Linked DNA regions of Rattus norvegicus: region 1 is linked to region 2. Evidence: chromatin contacts called from public Hi-C data. All regions are on one chromosome and are shown on one strand. Each heading gives the region's core, a stretch centred on a gene start, on an enhancer-like site or on the middle of the called end of the contact. The rest is flanking DNA. Distances are from core to core; before and after follow the strand shown.

Region 1 (5,020 bases), core at 498-2,997, 38 kb after region 2:
TCTTCTACAGAGGTGAACATTGAGCCGACCTGTGGAAAGATATCCTCATGTCTAGACTGAAGTCCAGCTACTCTAAAATGCCCTGATAAGTCACAGGTAGTGGCGCCTCTGTGATCCCAGTACCCAGTGTGGGAGGCACAAACTGGAGGATCCAAAGTTCAAGGTCATCGTCAGCTACACGATGAGTGAGTTTGGGATCAGTCTAGATGACTTGAGACCCTGTCTAAAAGGGGGGAGGGATGTCTCTTGGGACCTTTTTTAGTTTATATCATTCACAGGCAAAGAGTCCTTGCCCATAGTAACATTAATAGTGCCAAACATGGTGTCTTACAACTTAATTCCAATACTTGGAAGGCTAAGGCAGGAGGATTACTATGAGTTCAAGATTAGTTCTAGGCCAGTCAGAAATGCATAAGATGCTGTCTCAAAACAAATGAGCAAACACACACACACACACACACACACACACACACACACACACACACACCACCACCACCACCAGTTAGACTAAGCTACAGTAAGACCCTGTCACAATAATAACAACAACAATAGTAATAGGTGTGGGGTCACATGCCTTTAATGCCAGCACTTGGGTGACAGAGGCAGGTACATAGAGAGGCCCTGTCTCAAAAAAAAAAAAAAAAAAAAACCAAAAAAACCCCAATAGTAATAACAATAAATAGTAATAATTATCATTTATTGTTATTTTATAAGTATAATAACATAATAAATACACTGTTACTATCTCCCATTTTTTAGCTCTCTGTGGTCTCATCTTGGCCTGCATCATTTTATTTCCACAACTATCCAAATATTTAATAATTACTGTCTCCAACTACAGATGAGAAAACTAAGGTCAGAGCAATAAAGGAACTTCCCCTGATCACTCTGCTAGGAAGTGGCGGGCAGTATTCAAAGCCTGGTTGTGCGCAACCAGTGCCATCCTGATCCTCGTGGGCAAAGCCTCGTGGGCAAACTCGTGGAAATAGCAACACCACCCAGGAGCGGCCACCGAGTTGTCTAGTGGAATGCCCCACTCCAACAAGAAGGCACGCACATTTCCTTGCATCAAGGAGGAAAGTAAGACACCCAAGAGAAACATCTTGGCCAGAGGAAAGGCACAAGCAAGCAGCAACAGGGACCAGACTTGGAATCCAGGTGGCCACAAGCACAAAAGCTGACCACTTCTGGGCTGGCTGATGGGGAGTCACACCCTGAAGGCGTGGTGGGCGCAGCCAATAACATACCCACGCCCTTCAGAGCAGCCAGAGCTACCCCATCAGGTAGGAGCTCAGCAGAGCAGGTGAAGAAAGTGGTGTCCTGTGGGCAATCGGCTCAAACGCTGAGGACTGGGCTGCTGAAACCGAGCTGAGCTGGAGCCGCCACGATATCCCGGTTCCCAGGGAAGTGGTGCGAGAAGCCGTCGCGGCACTCCCAGCGGCCTCGCTGAGTGGCTGAAGCTGGAGCCAACCCTGGTTCGAGTGTAGGAGGCCATCGAGGGAGTGTGGACCGTCCCATACCCCACCCCGATGGGGGCTTCACCGGCCCCATCACTCACCCAGAATACGGTGGAGTAGATGATGAGAGAGAACTTGAGCGAAAGATAGGAGAAGCGCGCGCAGTAGCGCACCTGCTCCGAGTCCCCGCGGGGCATCTTGGCTCCCGCGCGGGGCTGCGGGGCTGCCTCGATCCGGCCACCGCTCCAGGCCCCACCTGCGGCTGTCCAGCGGCCTGGCCCGCCACCCGCGCTCTCTCCCGGGACTGACACAGGCGGGCCGCAATCACCGCTCGGGCCAGGGAGCGGACAATGAAGGCGGCCAATGGACGCGAGGGGGAGTGTCAGGCTGTCGGGGCGTGGCTTCTACTCCGGAGGCGTGGCTTCGGCTCCAGACGTTCAGCAGACCGGGAGAGCGGTGGGGGCGAGACTCAAGGAAGGAGCGCTTCTGGCCATAGATGTCCACGTTCCGGATCCCGGCGTGGGAGCGTGTAGCCTGGAGAGGCGCAGGAGTAAGAACGAGCGTGCCCGGTTCCACATTAGAAAACAGGCTTTCGGCGCTCGCACTGTAGTTCAGTGATAAAGGGCTTACCGAAGAGCCTGGGTGCCTAAGCACGGTCAAAAACAAAGCTGGCTTTGCACGGTTGTGAATGAATACTGCTAGAAAGGGGTAGGGACTGACAGCGACGGTGGGGGCAATTAGGAGGAGGCAGAGACAGGCGGATCTATGTGAGCGATCTGGTCTACACTACGAGTTCCAGGATATCCAGAGCTACACAATGAGATCCTGTTTTGAAAACAAACAAAACAAAACAAAAAACCAAGCAAAACAAAACGCCGAGTGTGTTGTCATTGTAGTTGTATCCTAGCACACTCTTTTAATCCTGTGCCCAAGAGACAGAAGCAAGCAGATCTTTGAGTTTGAGAGCTGCCAGTTTCAGGCCAGCCAAGGCTATGTGTGAAACCCTGTCTGAACAAAACACAAAACAAAAGCATGCAAACGAGTGTGCAAAAGTGATGGTCACATCCTGGAAGGTCACCAGTCCAGCGTGTCCCATTAGAGCATAAGTCTCCCAGAGACATATCTGTTCCCAGTCTTTCAACCAGCTGAGCATGAAAATTCCCTTCTGGTTCCCCGCTCTGTTCCCCAACTTCTTCTCCCAAGAAATCCCCCTCTAGGCCCATCTTCAAACCCAGTCACTACCCAGTCAGCCAGGGTCTGACCGCCTCCAGCCTTGCCTTGGTGGCCTGGGCCACAGGGGGCTATGAATCGGTTTTCCTTGCTAAATGCTCCCAGCTGTACTCTGTTGTTTTCCTGTCTCCAGGCCTAGCCTAACATAGTCTGAGAACCAGGCAGTCTGTGTTTGGGACATTTGTAATTAAATGCACAGCCACTAGTCAAAATCTCTGGAAGTTCTGAGTGGGGCCTCTGGTGGTGAGTCTGGGAATGACACCTACAGACAAGTTGGGGAGAAATATCCAGGAGGTAGGCAGGCTAATCCTGGTATTTCTATTTAAAGGTGTGTGTGTGTGTGTGTGTGTGTGTGTGTGTGTGTGTGTGTCTGTGTGTCTGTGTGTCTGTGTGTCTGTGTGTCTGTGTGTCTGTGTGTCTGTGTGTGTGTCTGTGTGTGTGTCTGTGTGTGTGTCTGTGTGTGTGTCTGTGTCTGTGTGTGTCTGTGTCTGTGTCTGTGTCTGTGTGTCTGTGTGTCTGTGTGTGTCTGTGTGTGTCTGTGTGTGTCTGTGTGTGTCTGTGTCTGTGTATCTGAATGCTGTGAGTGCGTGGTGGCTCTTGGATCCAGAGCTGGATGTTGGAGTTTCAGATAATGGTGAACCAACAGACCTGGGTACCAGGGACCATAATTAGGTCTTCTGCAAGAACAGGAAGCCATCTTAAGCCTGGGCCATCTCTCAGGAACTGCATTTTTTCCATTTGTTTTTTAAAAACATCTCACTATGAAGCATACGCATACACACACACACACACACACACACACACACACACACACACACACACAATAAAGTAAGCACAGACTGGGTAAAGTAACTTAGACACTGTCCTTGTCCAAACAGAGTAAAGACTTTACGGAGGTGCTCCTCCATATTGAGACAGCACACTGGGCTAAATCATTTTGGGGGACACACAGCTGTCAGTTACCTGAATCCTGTCTCTACAATGTCCTTGAGCAAGCACTTCCTGCAAGTCTTAAGTGATTTCACTGAAGTTACAGGAACCGGTTTTGTGGCTATCGGCTCATAAAGGTTAGCATTGTGGCTATCTGTACCGCCCTTAGAGCATGTGCTGAGATTTCTCTTCATGATAACTTAGCGGAACATTTAGGGGGAAACTGCCCTTGTCAGTAATGGCTGCGAAGGTGGAAAGAGAAGGAAGTAAGAATTCTACTTAGCTGGTGTCCTTGGGTACTTCTGCAGCTATACATACAACTGGACCCTCGACTTTCTAGTCTCTGTTTCCCCATCTCTGAAACAATGAGGTAGGACCGTTTCTATTCCCCTTCGACAACCTTAGATTCCTTCTTCATCAGATCAGACAGCAAATGTGTAAGCCACTTCTCGGGCTCTGAGGAAAGCTTCAAAAGAAGACGAAAGAATCCCTGTGCTGTGCTACTGAGGCGTTGGAATTGTAACAATTTGTTGAATGTACTGAGGCGTTGTTGGAATTGTAACAATGTGTTGAACCTGTTGCTGGGAAGAGGTTAACTTCAGATGCAGGTGTATGCTAATGTTGCAATGAGCTTCCCACATAGAAACAGCTGGTGCAAGGGCTGCAAGGGAGGCACAGAGCTTCCAGGAGAGCCGGAGGGCGTGGTGGTGACCAGAAAGGAACTCTATCTTTCTTAACGCTACAATCTACAAATGACAGCAACTTCTCCCTAGCCATAGAAGGGAAACCAAACCAGAGACTCTGTTTATTTCCCATTATAGTGCAGACCACCAGTAAGGTTTATGTGGAAAGTTCACGGAATCTCACCTGCCATTCAGAAGATAGCTAGGAAGGTCCAGTGATAAGGGAGTAGCTGAGGTGGAGGGTGTGAGAATAAGGGCTAACAGTTGAATTGGGCTATTTCTAGCTGGCACACCCCAGGGTAGTTGTGAATTTGGCCCAAGAGAAAATCATGAACTTATTTAAATCATTGCAAAAAGCTCTTCAGCAACTTTTTTTCGTATCTTGATTACGTGGGTCTCAGACTTGTTGCAGACAACAGTGTCCTGTTGTGACATCAAAACATTGGGTTTGGGGGGCTGGAAAGATGGCTCAGTGGTTAAGAGCACTGACTGCTCTTCCAGAGGTCCTGAGTTCAATCCCCAGCAACCACATGGTGGCTCACAACCATCTGTAATGGGATCTGATGCCCTCTTCTGGTGTGTCTGAATTTACAGTGTACTCATATACATAAAATAAGTAAATATATCTTAAAAAAAACCAAAACGTTGGGTTTGTCTGGTAGAGGCAGGGCTTACAGAGGGGTGGGTGTGGCTTGTGAGGAATGTCTGGGATCCCCCCTA
Region 2 (4,857 bases), core at 1,842-4,341:
TGTGTTGTGTATGTGTGTATATGTGTGTGGTGTATAGTGTATAGGTGTGTATTTTGTGTGTGGTGTGTGGAGTACATATGTGTGTACATGGTGTATATGTGGGGGGGGTTGTATGCATGATGTGTGTATGATATGTGTGATGTGTATTGTGAGTGTTGAGTGTGTGTTGTGTGTGTTGTATATATGTGTGTGTATATATATATATGGTGTATAGTGTGTATGTGCGTATTGTGTGTGGGGGGTGTGTGTAAATATGTGTGTGCAGTATGTATGTGTATGTGGTGTATATGTGTGTGGTGTGGTATGTGTTTGTGATGTGTGTGATGTGTATGTGTATACATATGTGTGTGTCGTGGTGTGTGTGTTATATGTATATTGTGTGTATGTGTGTGTTGTATATATGTATATATGTGTGTGGTGTATAGTGTGTATGTATGTGTGGTATGTGGAGTATTTATGTATGTGTGGTATATATGTATGTGTGGTATGTGTGTATATGATATGTGTGTGTATTGTGTATGTGGTGTGTGGAGTATATATGTATGTGTGGTGTGGTGTGGTACGGTGTGTGTGTGTGTTGTGTATGTGTTGTATGTGTGTTGTGTTGTGGATGTATGTATATGTGTGTGGTGTATAGTGTGTATGTGTGTATTTGTGTGGTGTGCTGTAGTATGGTGTGTGTATGTGTGTGTATTGTATATGTGGTGTGTGGAGTATATATGTGTGTGTGTGGTATATATGTGTGTGTGTGTTGTGGTGTGTGTGTGTGTGTTGTGTATGTGTTGTATGTGTGTTGTGTTGTATATTATATGTGTGTGGTGTGGTGTGTGTGTGTTTTGTGTATGTGTTGTATGTGTGTTGTGTGTATGTGTTGTGCTGTATATGTGTGTATATGTGTGTGGTATATAGTGTGTGTGTGTGTATTGTGTGTGTGGTGTGGTGTGTGTGTGTGTGTTGTGTGTGTTGTGTGTGTTGTGTGTATGTGTGTATGTTGTGTTGTATATTGTGTATGTGTGTGGTGTATAGTGTATATGTGTGTATTGTGTGTGTGGTATGGTGTGTGTGTGTGTGTGTGTGTGTGTGTGTGTGCGTGTGTGGTAATTGCTAGGCTTTTCTTTTCTGCTCCAGTTCAGAAACGGGGCAGTTCCTAACATTCTTGTCACACATCAGGACTGAGAAGTGGTGACCTCACAGCTCGGCATCCCAGATGACAGGGAAAGTGACAGCTGAGAGGCTCCTGCTGGGGAAAGTAGAGGCTGGCATTTACATCACCACATCCCTTCTGGCCAGGCTCTGCTGCCAGAGCTCACAGCGGCTGTGCGGACTGGGCAGAGCCTGCGCCCCTGCTGGGCACTCTGGCTCTCTGTTACTGGGCATAGCCCTGCCAACCTTAGGCAAGTCCCCCAAACAGAGACCCCAAAGCTGTTATAAGAACCAAGAGGCAGGGCCAGGCCCACACTGGCACGTGCTTGGGTGATGCTCACCGACACACTTACAGAGGAAGCCGCCCATGCAGCTCCCCCTTGCCAGAGCCCCTGGGCTAAGAAAAGCAAGGTCCCAGCCACCACCGCCTGCCCAATCCCAGTGCCTGCTCCACTTGGGCAGAGTGAGAGCAGTGTTTGGCAAACTGGGTGACACCACATCCAGCCCCCGTGTGGTTACCGTGTTCCTGATACAGCAGGTGTAGGGCACCCCGCAGGCCAGGGGCCCAGGGGCGCTGCAGTCGTGGTACTGGTTTTTGCTCCAGTCTCTGTAGTCCTCCCCACCACAGCACTTGAACTGAAGGGAAAAGCACCAAGGAAGAGCTGTGGTCATTGCCAAGGTCAGGGTCAGAGGGCAGGAAGCACCAGCTAAGATAGAACGCTTATGAGGTGTGCATGTCCAGGGGTTGGGGTGGGTATGGAAATACCAGGGTGGGGGTGGGGGTGGGGGTACCAGGGCCCCATGAGGTCATACTCTGTTAGGTCAGAGCTGTCAGGAGCAGCCTGGCCATGAGGAAGGGAGTAAGCTCTCCACTCTGGAGAGTTTGCACAGTAAGGCTGGACCACTTCCATTGGATACCAGGTGGTGACTAGACACTGGATGGGAAGTCTGTCCCTGGCAATGGGTCTGCACCTTCTCCTCCCCTGAGGCAGGGTCTGGCTGGGGAAGACAGCCTCAGAGGCCAGGGCCTGTTGAAGCCCTGCTTCACCCTGACCTGAATACCTACCACAGGCTCTCCCCTTAGCTTCCCCCTCCCTCCTCTATTCTCTGTGCTGGGGCCAGCTCCTGGGGTTGGGGACAGAGAACAGTTCTGTAGAGGGTCTAGCTGGGACAGTGTCCTGAGCTCAGCACAGACAAAGAGCAATCCTTCAGGGAGACAAGAGTATAAGTGACAAGAACCATAGCCAAGCATACAGGTATGCCTGCTATCCCAGCAGGAGGAATACTACAAGTTTGAAGCCAACCTACATAGTAAATTCTAATACAGCCTAGGCTACGGGGTGAGAGGCCCTGAATGACCTCTGAGGAAGGGATGCTGTGCACCTGGGCATAGGGAAGTGGGGAGGTGGGGTAGCTTTATAACTGGGAGGACAGGACAGTTCATCTGTGGCATGAACAAGGAAAGGGCAGCTAACGCGCATGTGTAAAGGCTCCGTGCAGAAACAAGGCTGTGTTTCAGGAGTAGGCGGAGAGACCAGCGAGCAGAGTGGGTGAGTCCGGGAACAGCAGCCATATGTAAATAACCAAACAGCCAGAGCAAACAGGGCTCTAGGACTGTGCTCCAGGGTAGAAAGCTGAAGGATGGTGTCGTAGGAGGTCCTGTTCCACACAATCTGGGCACCTTTCTAAAGTCTCCACAGTGCCCTGTAGTCCCTTAGGCCTCAGGATCCACAAACGCCCATCTATCTGTTGTACAAGGGTCATTTGTTCTGCCACAGATGGATACACGCTCAAATCCCCACATCACCACTGTCACCCTCTCTGGGCCTATGCTTATCTACTAGGAAGCAATGCCAACTTTGCCTGGCTGGGCTGTCACTGTAAGAGGAGCCCTGCGTGAAGCATTCTGCACAAGGCCCTGGGAGCATTAGTCACCCCACCCAAGGAGAAATTAAACCCCCAAGCCAGCTAGGAGCTGGTTCCAACAAAAGCATCTACCCAGAGTATGACTCGGCTCTCCCAGCCCAGGCTGGCAGGCACGTTGCTGGCACAAAAGAATCTCCCAGGAGCTGCACCTGTTTCTTCTACAGAGAAGCACAGAGCCAAAGGCCCAGGGTGTAGTGAGGCTGGGCTCTCACAGGGGACTAGGCACACCCAATCGCCAGACTCCACCATCACTGTCCTCATCCAGTGAATGAGGGTGACGCCACCACACTGGCCCTGCTCTAAGCACGTCATAAAGAAAGCAAGTGAGTCTCGGCTATAGCAAAGGGAGAGGACAGAATCAGCCTTATGGTGCGGACAAGAAATCCAGGCCTCAAGACTAAGAGGGAGGCGGGCAGGCAAGCCCAGGGAAAGGGTGGCCCTGCTGCAACTATGACTGCTGCACCCACATACTGGGCTCGGCCTTGGAGAGAGGGACAGTGTCTCAAGGGGACAAACAATTATCGCCACATTCAAAGATGCATCAGAGAAAAGGGAGGGGTCTTGTCCGGTGTCCAATGGAGAAAGCTGGAATTAGAAGAGAAGATTCTCTCTACCTTTGCTAAGGTGAACTCTCCACACTAGAGGGACTGGATCCAGGAGGCTGGACACCAGGGTAAGGCCAGCCAGTCCCAAAAGGAGAGCCCTGCCACCCGGGGGTAAGCCCTGGGGCTCTGTAAAGTGGCCAGAGACATCTGGCCGTGTTGTGAGTTTTCTCCAAATCTGAGGGGCTGTCCACGGACCAGCCATCTGTATTGGGAATGGACCAATGGATCAGCTGTCCAGGGCAAGGGTCCTGGAGGTGCCCCTCTGTCCCTCATACCCCGCTGCCCCGGTCACCTTCTTCTGAACAAAGTCCATGATGTTCTTGAAGTCCAGATCATCATAGTAATTCTCGATTCCTCTCCGGATGTTGTCATTGAGAAAGTCAATGGTCTATACAGGAGACATTGCCAAGGAAAAGGAACACACATGAGAGGCCAGCCCTGGATTATTCTAGAAGTCCAGTTTGGCACAGAGGGGAGACCAACAGTCCCCTCCATGCCCTGAACACCAGGCAAGGCCCAGCCGGCAGACATTCATTCCCCAGGCTTCCAAGGTCCAGGCCCTGAAAGGCTGATCTGCTGGCCTCCAGCTCTAAGGCAGTGTGCTGGATCTGGGCCTCAACCTTCCTGATTCCTCGCATGTACTCTCTCCCTTGCCCAGCCTCAGCCGTGAGCTGGAATCTTCTGTTGGTCCTCCAGCCCATTCTCCGCTCTCATCACCCATCCTCTTGCTTTATAAAGAAGGAAACTGAGCCCCCAGGGGAAGAAGACCACGAGGCTGGGAGAAGAGGGGAAAATAGAGGACACACAGCAGGCTGGTCAAGACTAGAACCCAGGTCCCCTGATACCCCACATGGGCCCTTCTTCATCCTTCGGTGTTCTGACCCTCAGGCCACACAGACTCCATCCAGTTTGAGAGTGGCCAGTCTCTCCCCGGAAGAGTGCTGGGATGCCACCCTCTCCCAGTCAGGCTGGGCTGAGATCCCTGGAATACAAAGCGCCCACAGCAGGCATGGCCAGGGCGGGAGAGTGGGCAGCCCAGCCACAGGCTTGTTGTGACAATTGAAGCTTTCAGAGCAGAGGCAGAGACTGGGCACAAAGGGGTATTCTTGGCTCTGGTACAGGACAGAGGAGCCAGACAATTACTGGGGGAGGGGCCCTGAGGTACACTGGGGGTGGCGGGGCC

Evidence for each region. A called contact is a pair of places that touch in the nucleus more often than the background predicts.
Region 1: a contact with region 2 is called in a Hi-C map of Schwann cells, with 3 times the contacts expected there. The contact joins the promoter of Tspan15 here to the enhancer-like site in region 2. A contact is called at or near these places in 11 of 12 Hi-C or Micro-C datasets (the A7r5 cell line, the Rat2 cell line, Schwann cells and 6 more) and 1 of 1 datasets of contacts at active chromatin or transcription factors (oligodendrocytes).

Annotation. Positions count from the first base shown.
Region 1 is chr20:30,715,904-30,720,923 of GRCr8, forward strand. It overlaps Tspan15 (tetraspanin 15), which reads right to left and starts at 1,748. Exons shown (of 8, transcript NM_001115032.1): 1 at 1,559-1,748. The coding sequence starts at 1,654. It overlaps LOC134483918 (a long non-coding RNA gene), which reads left to right and starts at 1,807. Exons shown (of 2, transcript XR_010061113.1): 1 at 1,807-2,007.
Region 2 is chr20:30,676,415-30,681,271 of GRCr8, forward strand. Tspan15 (tetraspanin 15) reads right to left here. Exons shown (of 8, transcript NM_001115032.1): 4 at 3,967-4,062; 5 at 1,663-1,779. Among named protein-coding and RNA genes, the nearest start is that of Tspan15, 39 kb to the right of the region's middle. Within about 2 kb of position 3,092, at least 57 of the 93 cell types and tissues checked have an H3K27ac peak or open chromatin away from gene starts, as enhancers often do. A contact at or near this core is called in Schwann cells and prefrontal cortex, where this site is marked.